Regions from separate parts of the Rattus norvegicus genome. Here region 2 is linked to region 1. Evidence: chromatin contacts called from public Hi-C data. All regions are on one chromosome and are shown on one strand. The core of a region is the stretch at or near the end of the contact, and the rest is flanking DNA. Distances in the headings are between cores, read along the strand shown.

Region 1 (6,543 bases), core at 3,719-6,218:
CACTATCTGAAACTAAAATCCCCAAAAGCCCTGTCATATTTTTACTCGAGCAACTAATCTCCAATTAAATATGCAAACAATAAGCAAGAATGACTTCTGTTAATGAAACTGTGTTCTATGAAGCAGAAGTAATATTCATCTGAACAAGGGATGGAACACAGGAGGTGGTTTGGGGGCCTCAGGGGTGAAGGGCCTGTTGAACAAGGGTGAGAATCTGAGTTCGGGTGGCAAGCATTCATGTAGGAGATGAGGTTTTAAGATGATTTCAATGTTACTTTTCTGTTTCTGTTGGTGCTTTTAAATGAGTTTTCTATATGATTTTTTCTTCTAATATTCCATTTTCTTTTCATGATTTATTTTTTTATTCATATTACATCCCAACTAGAGTCCCCTCTCTCCTCTCCTCCCAGTCCAGCCCACACAGATCCCTCCCCCTACTACTGTGTCCCCTCTCCTCAGAGAAGGGGGAGCATCTGTTAGGTACCACCTGGGACATCCAATCCCAGCAAGGCCAAGCAACTCCTCCCCCACTGAGGCCCAACAAAGAAGTCCAGGAAAGGAGATCTAGTGGCAGCCAACAGAGTCACAGACAGCCCCACTCCAATTGTTGGGAGACCCACCCGAAGACCAAGCTGAACATCCGCTATGGGCAGGTTCAGCCCCTGCATGTGTTCTGGTTGGTGGTTCAGTCTTTTTGAGCCCTCACTGGCCCAGGTCAGTTGACTCTAGGTTTTCTTGTGGTGAGCTTGCCCCCTCTGGCTTGCTCAATCCTGTCCCCCACCCTTCTGCAAGGAAAATGTGATTTAAACATCTTTCCATTGGACTGTAAAAACATTAATGAGGGAACAGTGGAAAAAAGCTTCCAATGAGCTGAAAGTATCATCGCAGAGCCACTCTAGCCGAATTCAGTTTATCCTGAGCTTCCCAAGCAGTGGTACATCGTAAAGCACCAAGGGATGGCCCACATCGATCGAGGAGCTTGAAGCATCAGTGTGCAAAGGGAGCAGTTTGAATAGTCAGAGCTCCAGCCTGCAGAGAGAGCACACTGGATAGTCTGAGCACCAGTCTGCAGAGGGAGCATTCTGGGTAGTCAGGGCTTATCATGGCTTCCTTGATTTAAGACCCCACATAAATCACGTCCCATCACCAGCTTTCCATACCACAGTACACTGTGGGTCACTAGAGTGAACTGTATAATGACGGAGTGGTTTGGACCTGCAAGTGATCTCCCGATCATTTGGGGAGGGAGGTTATGGCTGAAGTCATGTGTATTTACAAGGACTGTGCTTATATTTCAAAGCTTTAGACGTATGAGTATAATCAGATTTTAAACAAAATGAGCTCAAGCAAAATCAAAGAATTTCTAAATCCAGTTCCTATAAAAATTTCCATGCAGGCTGGGGATTTAGCTCAGTGGTAGAGCGCTTACCTAGGAAGCACAAGGCCCTGGGTTCGGTCCCCAGCTCCGAAAAAAAAAAAAGAACCAAAATTTTCCATGCAGAAATACACGAATCGCTGCAAATGAGTTATTTGAAAATATGTCTATTTTAGAATCCTCCTCCCATAAGTAAAAATAAGATGACTTTTTTTTTACTTATTAATAGGATGTCACATAGATAATTGTCTTCTGCAGACGGACAAATAAAAATGACTGCATCCCTCCCCACATCCTGGCGTATTGTATGTTTTCTAGACCTTTTCTCTAGTGCTATAAATAGAAAAGAGACAGGTAGAATCCTATTGATTACCATTTAATGCTTGAATCAAGCATCCCTTCTGGGATGAAATTCAAACTCAAGTCATGATATCCAACAAATATTCCATCTCTCTTAGAACCAAGGCACAATTCACATGCCAAAAGGTTGATCCTTCTGAAATATACGTTTGGTGGTTTTTAATGTATTCACAAACTCATAAGCATCAAATCTTTCCATTAACCATAAAACTAAAGCTTTAGTCTCATCCTAATATACCAACCTTAGGGATGAAGAAATCGATCAGTAGGTAAAAGTGTTTGCGGTGAGCAAGAAGATGAGAGTTCAAATCCCAAGACCTCATATAGAAGCCAAATATGGCTGGAATTCCATTGTGGGCAAGTAGATCTCGGAAGCTCAATGGCTAGCCAGCCCAGTGAAAATGGAAACCTACTGACTCAGAGATAGACCCCACTTCAAGGCAGTGAAGTGGAGAGAAAAAGAGGAAACTATCCATAGTCATGCTCTGGTCTGTATGTACCACCTATGTGCACACACTTGTACACTTGGGTGCATACAACACACATGCAAGCACACAGGCACATGCTCGCACAGGCACATATGCACATGCACGCGCACACACGCACACACACGCACACACACACTACATAAATAAATCTTTCACCTTCTTACTAGCAAACACTCATCTAGTGATTGTTCATTTCAACTAAATGGAGTTTGCTGGGATAGTCCAGTCTTTTAAACTGGCTGTTCCACTTAGTACGCTGTGTTCAGCCTGTGGTTCTTAGGCTGTGTAGGGGTTTGAATGAAAAGGTTCCCCATAGGTTCATAGGGAGGGGCACTATTAGGAGGCATCGCCTTGTTGGAATAGGTGTGACCCTGTGGGAAGAAATGTGTCACAGGAGGTAGGCTTTGAGGTTCCAGAAGCTCAAGCCTGGGCCAGTGATAGTCTCTCTTCCTGCCGTCATTACAGTTATACAGCTCTCTGTCCTTCTCCAGCATGCCTGCCTGTATGCTGATATACTTCCTGCCATTGCGACAGTGGGATAAACCTCTGAACCTGTAAACTAAGACAGGCTGGATACAGCCAAGGATAGCTGTGCATTCAAACAACACGAAATCGTCAACTTACTTTAAGAATTATGAGACTCTTTTGTGTGATTTGTTTTAAACTTGATTTCACCATTCTTGACCGTGAGCTTTGTAGGTGACATCATGTGACCATGATAAGTTGGGACGTGCTTTTACAGTTTATCCATGTTGTATCAACTATTAGCATCACATTAATTCCTTGTTGACTACATACCACAAGTTAATGACTACTTGTTTTACTCCCACGTTTTGGTTACTATAATCACAACTGACAACAAGAATACAATAATACATCATAAACCCCCCCCCTCTCTCTCTCTCTCTCTCTCTCATGTATAGATATATTTAAATTTCTTCTGGATGTAAAACTAGAACTTTCTGGGCTATCAGGCAACGCTATGTTTAACTTAACAAAACAAAACCTTGTTGCTTTAGAATATACTTTTTAATTTATTGAGTCTAGGGCTGGAGAGATGTCTCAGAGGTTTAGAGCACTGCCTGCTCTTCCAGAGGTTCTGAGCTCAATTCCCAGCAACCACATAGAAGTTCACAACCATCTGTAATGGGATCCAATGCCCTCTCCTGGTGTGTCTGAAGACAGCTACAGTGTTATTCGTGTACATTAAATAAATATTAAAAATAACTTTAAAAAATTTATTGAGTCTATTTAATTCAACAATTTTATCCTGTTAGTAACATTGTCAAAGAGAAAAAATATATTCCATTCATAAATATATCTCAATAAGACAAACTTCTGGAAAGATCCCTTTCAGTGTAAACACTAGAATCCATCTATGCTGTACAAGTGGGCACACTCTCTCCAAGTAACTGTAGGTGACACACGAGAAGGAGTTCTTTTGGGTGAGCTATATAGGAAGGTTAAAATTATCAGGAAATATTTAAATGCTTACAATCTGGCTATGCTGTTTTGAAGTATAAGATTACATTTACCATTTATACATGCTTACTCTGCAAAAAGTTTTTTTTTAAAAAAGTACACAAAGTCTTATTGTCAATGTCAGGTTCTCCTTCCATGGAACATGCAATTAGCAGTTTCACTCATTCAAGAGTCACTTGTGGTCTAGTCTATCTGGATTGCCTTTCTTTCAGATACTTTGAATAGTTTTCAGCATTTTATATGTCTGTTCCTGAGCTATAATCACTATCATAGAACTCTGCCTTTTCCAAATACCTTACCCTCCTCACACTTGCCTTTTCACTTCCTTAGATTTCCCTATTCTTTTCTTTGGTTTTACTTTTAGCAAAAGGGTCTCTGGTATAGCCCAGGATGGCTTTAAACTCCTGTCTCTCCTGCCTCTGTCTCTCAAGTTTTAAAATTACAGATAAGTACCACCTTGTCCCAGTCTGTTTACTTTGATTTCATCCATTAAATCATTTTAATAAGACTCATCTTATTAGGAAATGCAAAATACTTGTTAACTTAAGAAAGGCTGTTTATAGAGTTAATGTTGCTTAAGACACTGTCCACTCTTCTTTGCTAATGTCCTTAGGTAGACCTTGACCTTGGTCACCCTGTAATGAAATGTTATAAACTTTAATTCACATATGATCCCAGATGAAACGTCAAAGGCAAGAACCAACTGCTTTCTGGGTTGCTTGAAATTCCCTCCTGCTTGTGGAAGCTCACAGTTGACAACCTTAGCACAAGTCTTTGCCCTATCTTTTCTCTTCCCCAAGAGATAAAGATAATCAAAACATACCAGCCATTAAAATCAGTAAAGAGAAAGAACTATGCAAGTGTTTAGAATTGATTGCTGCTCACAGACATTTCAAGATGGCTTTTGTAACTCCATTCTCTTTATCACCGAGTTACATGTGACTTTTCTCCTTTCATGAGACATCCATGTCCTTCACTTGGAGACAAAGCATGAACATTGCTGTGAAATAGAGAAAAAAATATGTCTCCTGCCTGGCAGGTGATGTGTTTGCAGGAAAGGGGAACGGAGTTTCACGTTCTAAGTAAATAAAGGCTAAGGAGGTGAAGCTGCTGCTGCTGCTGCTGCTGCTGCTGCTGCTGCTGCTGCTGCTGCTGCTGCTGCTGCTGCTGCTGAGTTATGATGTAATGTAGTACACAAGAAGACTTTACAATATCCATTTTTACCCGCTGGGCACTTGTGCTCCATTATCAGATCAAAGCAAAAGTATCGTTTACTTTAGTGACATCTACAGGCACTTCAGTAGAAAAACAGCCTCCACTCTACTGGGTAACAGAAGCTCCTTGTATGCAAGAACCATGCTTAGTGGATTGCTGTGAAACAATTTGAGTCTTGGGATGCATAGTTGGTTTCCAAAATGAATCCTCTTCCAAGTGTTTAGCTTTATCAAACACCACATCCTGGTCATATTTATCTAATAAAAACAGTATGTTGCCATTTAGGTTTGATTCTGAACTAAAACTGCATATATGTCACTAATTGGCTTGCCTTATTTTGCTCATACAAATTCTGCCTTTTATGAGACTTGAATGGATAAAATATGACTGTTGAAGACTCTCTCTCTCTCTCTCTCTCTCTCTCTCTCTCTCTCTCCCTCTCCCTCTTCTTCTCCCTCTCCCTCTCCCCCATCTCTCCTCTCTCTCTCTCTCTCTCTCTCTCTCTCTCCCTCTCCCTCTTCTTCTCCCTCTCCCTCTCCCTCTCCCCCATCTCTCCCCCCTCTCTCTCTCTCCCTCTCCTTCTTCTTCTCCCTCTCCCTCTCCCTCTCCCCCATCTCTCCTCTCTCTCTCTCTCTCTCTCTCTCTCTCTCTCTCTCTCTCACACACACACACACACACACACACACACACACACACACACACACACACGGTCCTCTCATACCTCCCAAGACATAGAAAACTCTGGACCTACTCCAACATACTACCAATCAGCAGTGTGATAAATTTCTCAAAACAGCCTCCATTAGCAGAACCACATGCTAATGACCAATGGAATGACTGGCCTTAAAACAACTTCACCAAACACAAGCTGTCAGGTATCTCATCTGAGGGACATCAGCACAAGTAAAACTGTGGGGGAGGTTGATATTGTTTTCTTCCTATGAGTTGCAAACCCTTTCAGTCTTTTTTTTCTAACTCCTCCATTGGGGACTCCATGCTCAGTCCAATGGTTGTCTGGGAGCAACCGCCTCTGTATTTGTCAGCCTCTGGCAGAGCCTCTCAGGAGAGAGCCACATCAGTGCCAGCAAGCACTCCTTGGTATCCACCATAGTATGTGGGTTTTGTGTCTGTATATGGGATGGATGATCCCTAGGTGGGGCAGTCTCTGGATGGCCTTTCCAGAGTTCCCAGGGAGTACACATGACAACCAAGAGTACACATGACTCCAGCTGCATCTGTAGCAGAGGATCGGGCATCAGTGGAAGGAGAGGCCCTTGGTCCTGTGAAGGCTCAATGCCAGGGAAATGTGGTAGGAGTGGGTGGGTGAAAGGGGGAGCACCCTCATAGAAGCAGAGGGAGGGAGGATGGGATAGGGGGTTCTGAAGGGGAAGCCAGGAAAGAGGATAACACTTGAAATGTAAATAAAGAAAATATCAAAAAGAAAAACCTGTGAATAAGGGATGGTACTGTGATAGCAGGAAGGGACACAGGATGGAGCGATTCAGTCAGAGTACAACTCCAGCACTAGAGAGCTGTGTTTGAGATGGGAACCGACAGAGTAGTCATGCTCAGAAAACCCACAAGGGTGCTCGCTTAGAGACTAGATCAGCTCGAGGAACCTAC
Region 2 (5,703 bases), core at 783-3,282, 380 kb before region 1:
AGATCAGTGCTTTGGTCGGCCATCATTAGAGAAACTCCCTCCTGCAGTATAGAGGAACAAATAGGGAGAACCACAGACAGACAATGTATAAAAGTATGAGATACCTTGGAACACTTAGCCCAAAACGGGTTGTCTCCATCAAACACCTCCTTCAGGGTTCAGGGAACCCCTTGGAAGGGAAAGTAGAACTGACACACATATGAACTCAAAGAGCATAGCATGCATAGGGCCTGCATGGGTTGGGGCCAAATGGGGCCATAGTGCCAAGAGAGCAAGTATACACAAGCCGCTTCCCTAACCCAGAAGCTAGCTACAACTCAAAATCACATGCAAATGAAAAATTGCTTTTCTCCGAAGAATCTTACTGAGGATACAAACAACTTCTAAGCCAGCCGTATATGACCAACACAAAATAAACTCAATGGCATCTTTGAAAGTTCTTTCTATATTTCTCTGTGTCTATGTGTCTCTTTCTGTCTGTCGCTAACCCTGTGTCTATGACTCTTTGTCTCTCCGTCTCTCTGTCTTTGTCTTTGTCTCTTCCTCCTTCCCTTTCTTACTTTACAGATTCTTTGTGTATCTATGTGGCACCTGGTTTTGGGAAGAGATTCCTATATATATTCTGCATCTATATGTGTTTCTTGTGTTTTTATTTGACTTTTTCTTCTGTTTTGCCCATTCAGGTTTGTTTTTGTTTTGTTTTATCACATTTTATATTATGCTTCTTTAGATGCCTTTCTGTTTTCTAAGGAGAGACATAAACATGTGGATTCAGGTAGGAAAGGAACAGCGGAAAATACCAAAGTCTGGAAAGGAGGAACCATAATTAGAATATGTTTGAAAAAAATCTATTTTCAGTAAAAGAAAAAGAGGAAAAAAGGGAAAGTGAAAAAAATATAAATACCTCTAGTGTTCAATCATTTAGAATCTCCCTAGCGTGTCTACCAACTGTTAGGCTCTGTTTTTGGTGCTCTGTTTCTGGCATTAGAGTTAAACTTTGAAGAGTACATATACAAACAAACACTGTGTCCTTGGGTCTCCAGAGTTCAACTAGTTGGCAGACAGCATACTTATGTGCGTGTGGTCAAAGATCAATTTAGGTAAGGCAAGGACACAGCTTCAGTAGACTGACTTCTCCAGGAACGGGAAGGCAGAATGGGCTGGTGGTGGGCTGATGCATAGATTTATTTATATTTTTATTTACAAGTATAAAACCAATATCTGTAAAAGGTTGGTGGATATTATGTAATACCACTTTCACTAATATAACTTTCATTTAGTTTCAAATGCTTCACTAATTTAAGATTAAATGCAAGTTCCATTATAACAGTATAATAATGGCAGCTCTTAAGTTCATAAGGAAGCACACAACCTTTCTGCATGTGTGCACACGTAGGGAGAGATGTGAGCAGATGTGTATGTATGTGGAGAGTAGTCATCAACATTGTGTGTCTTCATCAACAACTCTTTATTATTACGTTTTTGATATGAAGTCTCCCACTGAACCTGGAATTTGATGCTTCTGTTAGACAATATGGCAACCAAGCCTCAGGGATCTTTTTGTCTGTGCCTCCCTAGCCCTAAAGTGACTGATGCATGTGCTACCTGCACCTGGCTGTTTCTTTTTCACATGGTTTCTGGGGATTAAGTTTACGTCCTTAAGTTTTGCCGCAAGGGCTCTATCCACTGAGTCATTTATCGAACCCCAAGAAGTACCTTTCTTATGAGCATGAACATATATGGATGATGAAGCCTACAGTTGCTATAGCTAGAAGGAGGCACTGTGGCATATGGAGAGATTGCAAACTTGGAATACAGAAAAATAAATTGAATTCGAACTCTCTTCCCTCTAATGCCTAGTATCTGTGGCGACATGCTTAACCTCCTTGAAGCCTGGTTTCAAATCTGAAGAGGCATTGAAGGGAAGACACTTTGCTTGATGGATGTTTTGGGATGTGGAGGACAGAGGGCTCATTGCTTCCTAGACAAACTCTATGGTCTCTAAACTGTGTCAACAGAAGTTGGCACTAAATTCACAGGGCCTCTGTGGAATGTTTCAAATATTTGAATTCAGTGCCATGTTGCCTTATATCTGCCAGGTACTGGTTGATCTTTTGGAACCAGCTACTTCCCAGCTGTCACCAGAGATGATGTAATAGTCCCTGAGGTTGTGGCTTATCTTTTCAAAGTTTGGTCTTGTGAGTTGCTGAGATAAAACATAGTCTTGGCCTGCATGGCTTCAGGAATCGACCTAACTGGGGTGGCAAGAGAACGAAGAAAATACTGACACCAAAGAAAAGAGAGACACACAGAAAAACTGGAATTAGGTGGTATGGATTCTGATGGAGAAGCCACAGCAACTTGGAAGCTTGCCATGTTTATTGTACATGATTGAACAGGAAAGCATGGCTATTGTACATGACGGAACAAGGAGATGGTGTTTACTATTTACAGCTGGATCTAATCTCTGTAGGCACAGTGTGCGGGGAAGCTGTCCAATAGTAAACATCAGAGGAAAAAGCTACAGGGACATGTTCCACACACATGACTATGCACGTTTCACTTGGATCAGAGGAAGGCTTTGCCACTCCATGTGTCTGAATCCTTACATGGCCATGCCCAGTTGCCAGTAGTCAGTTGCTTAGGAATTTAGTCCACTTCCCACAAAACACAATGCCTATCTGAAACTGTGTGTATGGAAGGCAATGGATATGGCAATGGCCACTGTGGATCAATGGTCGGAGAGGCTGTGCAGTACACAGACACACTTCATAGTAGTAATAATACTAGCTCAAAATAAAACAGAAATACTATGTTTGGTTTAGATGTATGATACCTTCAAGTGTAAGCATCGTGGTTTGTTTGGATGCCAGTTCTCATTAAAATCCCATGTCAGAAGTAAAATTATTAGGTAGGGTTTCTGGTTTTTTTGTGTTTTGTTTTTTTTTTTTGGTTCTTTTTTTCGGAGCTGGGGACCGAACCCAGGGCCTTGCGCTTCCTAGGCAAGCGCTCTACCACTGAGCTAAATCCCCAACCCGGGTTTCTGTCTTTTATTTATTTATTTATTTATTTATTTATTTATTTATTTATTTGTGTGTGTTTGCTTTATTTTGTTTGTTTGTTTGTTTGTTTGTTTTTGCCTAGGAATTGCTGAAACGTTCTGGGCATTGTGAATACTCCCCTTTCCCCTTCCCCAATTGCTTCATTTAATCCTGATATCTATAAAAAAAGTTAAGTGTGTTATATCCATTTTCCACAACTGAGGAGTGGATGTATTTGCTGTCTTGTCCATCACACTGAAAGTATTGTCCAGCATCTGGGTCAGCACTCTGCTGAGAAAACGCTCACCCCAGCCTCTACCTGTGCAGGACTCATACACATGCTATCCCTACATTAAACAAACCACATGAAAAGAAATGTCCTACAAGGACATGCAATGTGAACCAAAGTATAGAAATCTTATAATTTCATGTTACAATGGAACAACTCACATAAATTACCTTAGAAGGAAAGCACTACAGTTCTGCAGAGCCTCAGAGACCAACACTCTGCCACAGGCAGAATACATACGAGAATCATTCCTCCATGTTCCTACTACCTGACATATTGTGTAATATGAAGATGCTTTGTCCAGGATTTTCATTAACATGTGGAACCTGCATTTTTTAAATGACAGAGAAAAAAAAAGAATGATCAAATCTGAACTATACGTGGGAGCTGGGTGTGGTGATAGTTGATAAGTGCCAGCCGTGAAATGCTTGGTCTCTAAGCGAACACAGTATTTACAGTGTTTATTCTGAGCAGTCAGTACAACAACCACTTCCTGTGGATTCCTAAGTAATCTTCATAAAAATCTTTCCATGTGAGCTTTCTTCTTATATAATGTATAAAACACTGGCTTCCTTTGTGATCTACAATAGATAATGGTGTTTTCTTCATTGTGTCCAGTCTCCTAGGTCAAAACAGAGTTAAGAAACAACAAGCTGGGTACTTGGGAAAGTGACCAGTTCAAGGCCACATGTGGAATTGTCAGAAGCTATAAGGAGCTCTACCAGAGAGAAAGTCGATGAAACTCGGACTCAGTTGAATTGAACTATTTGTGGTAGTGATGCCCAGTGCATATGCCCACAGGTTTTACTTGTTCACATTCAGCACCAGAAAGTAGTAATTGTGATATCTGCATCAGTGCTAATAGCAGCAGTGATGGGACACATTTCTGGAACTGTGTGAGATGCACAGGTCTAGCTATGGCTAAAAGTGGTGGTGGTACCAAAGGTGTAGCTCATATTTCCATTCATGCCTGAATCTATCATCAAAACAATTATATTTGCCAGCTGAGTACTGATTTTATAGGATAGAGGGCTTCTAAAGATGCTACATCTGAAAGGATATGGAAGGAAGCACAGCACATTTTAGATGCTTTCTTTTGAGCACCACAGAACTATTTTTGACTAATGGGGCCTTAGTAAGTGAAGTGGAAAGAATTAAATATATGTCTATTCTATCTCAACAGCACAAATGAACCATCTTGAAAGACCAACTATTAGCAATGCCTTGGGAAACTGCAGACTGTTGCTTATTGACTTGTTCAGTCGATATGGAATTTTTATTTTACTTTGAGACGATGTAGACTAGATCAGATGGTTGGGTTAAGGACACAGTATGGAAAGTAGATGAAAGCGAAGTAAGATGCAACTCCCTCCATTTTTTTTTCTTTTTTTTTCCGGAGCTGGGGACCGAACCCAGGGCCTTGTGCTCACTAGGCAAGTGCTCTACCACTGAGCTAAATCCCCAACCCCAACTCCCTCCATTTTTAACCCTTTCTCTTTTCTCCCAGTGTCTGCTCATGATGTTGCAGGGGGGCTGCCCACCGGCCAGTATTTTGGTCACTGTTGGCTTCTGCCTTCCTCAACTTCAGGAGAACATGTCATCAGTATGGCAAACTGTATTTGCTTTTTCCAAAGAAGGAGAAATTGAGCTTGTTTGCCACATATTAGCAGAATTCTTGAACTTATTCCTAGGAATAGAACATTTTACATTGACTTCCATATGCTCCAGGATAACAGTTGATGTTAAATAACTCTTATAATATCAGTAGTTGAATGTAATCAGCAGGAAGAAGAGAATACAGAAAGAGGAACTTGTCTACCTCTCTACCACCAGGCATGATAATATCACCAACAGTAGAAAATTATTCGCAAATTAAGATGGATTCCTACATCGCTATTTTTGCTTGCTGTGTTCCTGAAGGCAATGGAATACAATCTCCAACTTTGGGAAAAATAAATCAAATCATCATAATGGATTTTGAACTCACAGAAGAAGAAAAATGTCTGGAAAAGAGAAAGGTAGAATTATTTTCTTTCTCACTGCTTAATTGACCAAAGAGGCTGCACTTAGAGGCGTGCAGATTATAAAACAGTACATAGTGTACGGATCAGGACTGGTGGCTGATTTGTATAATCTCAGAGTTCAGGAGGCTGACGCAGGAAGACTTCTATGAGTTCGAGGCCAGTTCAGGCTCTACAGTAAACTATAGGATAGCCTGGGTTGTAGATTAAAACCATGTCTCAAAACTAAACCGGAGGAAACAAAGAATCAGAGAATTAGTTTATATAAGGTGAGAATATGTATCTTCCAAAATACTGTGATGGTTTGCATATGTTTGGCCCAGGGAATGGCACTATCAGAAGGTGTGACCTT

What was found. Hi-C and Micro-C count contacts between places; a contact is called where the count stands out from the background.
Region 2: a Hi-C map of liver shows a contact between it and region 1, with 7 times the contacts expected there. The contact joins two enhancer-like sites. A contact is called at or near these places in 8 of 12 Hi-C or Micro-C datasets (the Rat2 cell line, Schwann cells, frontal cortex and 4 more).

Annotation. Positions count from the first base shown.
Region 1 is chr6:57,747,901-57,754,443 of GRCr8, reverse strand. No RefSeq gene overlaps it. Among named protein-coding and RNA genes, the nearest start is that of Ahr, 250 kb to the left of the region's middle. Within about 2 kb of position 4,968, at least 2 of the 93 cell types and tissues checked have an H3K27ac peak or open chromatin away from gene starts, as enhancers often do. A contact at or near this core is called in liver, where this site is marked.
Region 2 is chr6:58,126,455-58,132,157 of GRCr8, reverse strand. No RefSeq gene overlaps it. Among named protein-coding and RNA genes, the nearest start is that of Ahr, 130 kb to the right of the region's middle. Within about 2 kb of position 2,032, at least 3 of the 93 cell types and tissues checked have an H3K27ac peak or open chromatin away from gene starts, as enhancers often do. A contact at or near this core is called in liver, where this site is marked.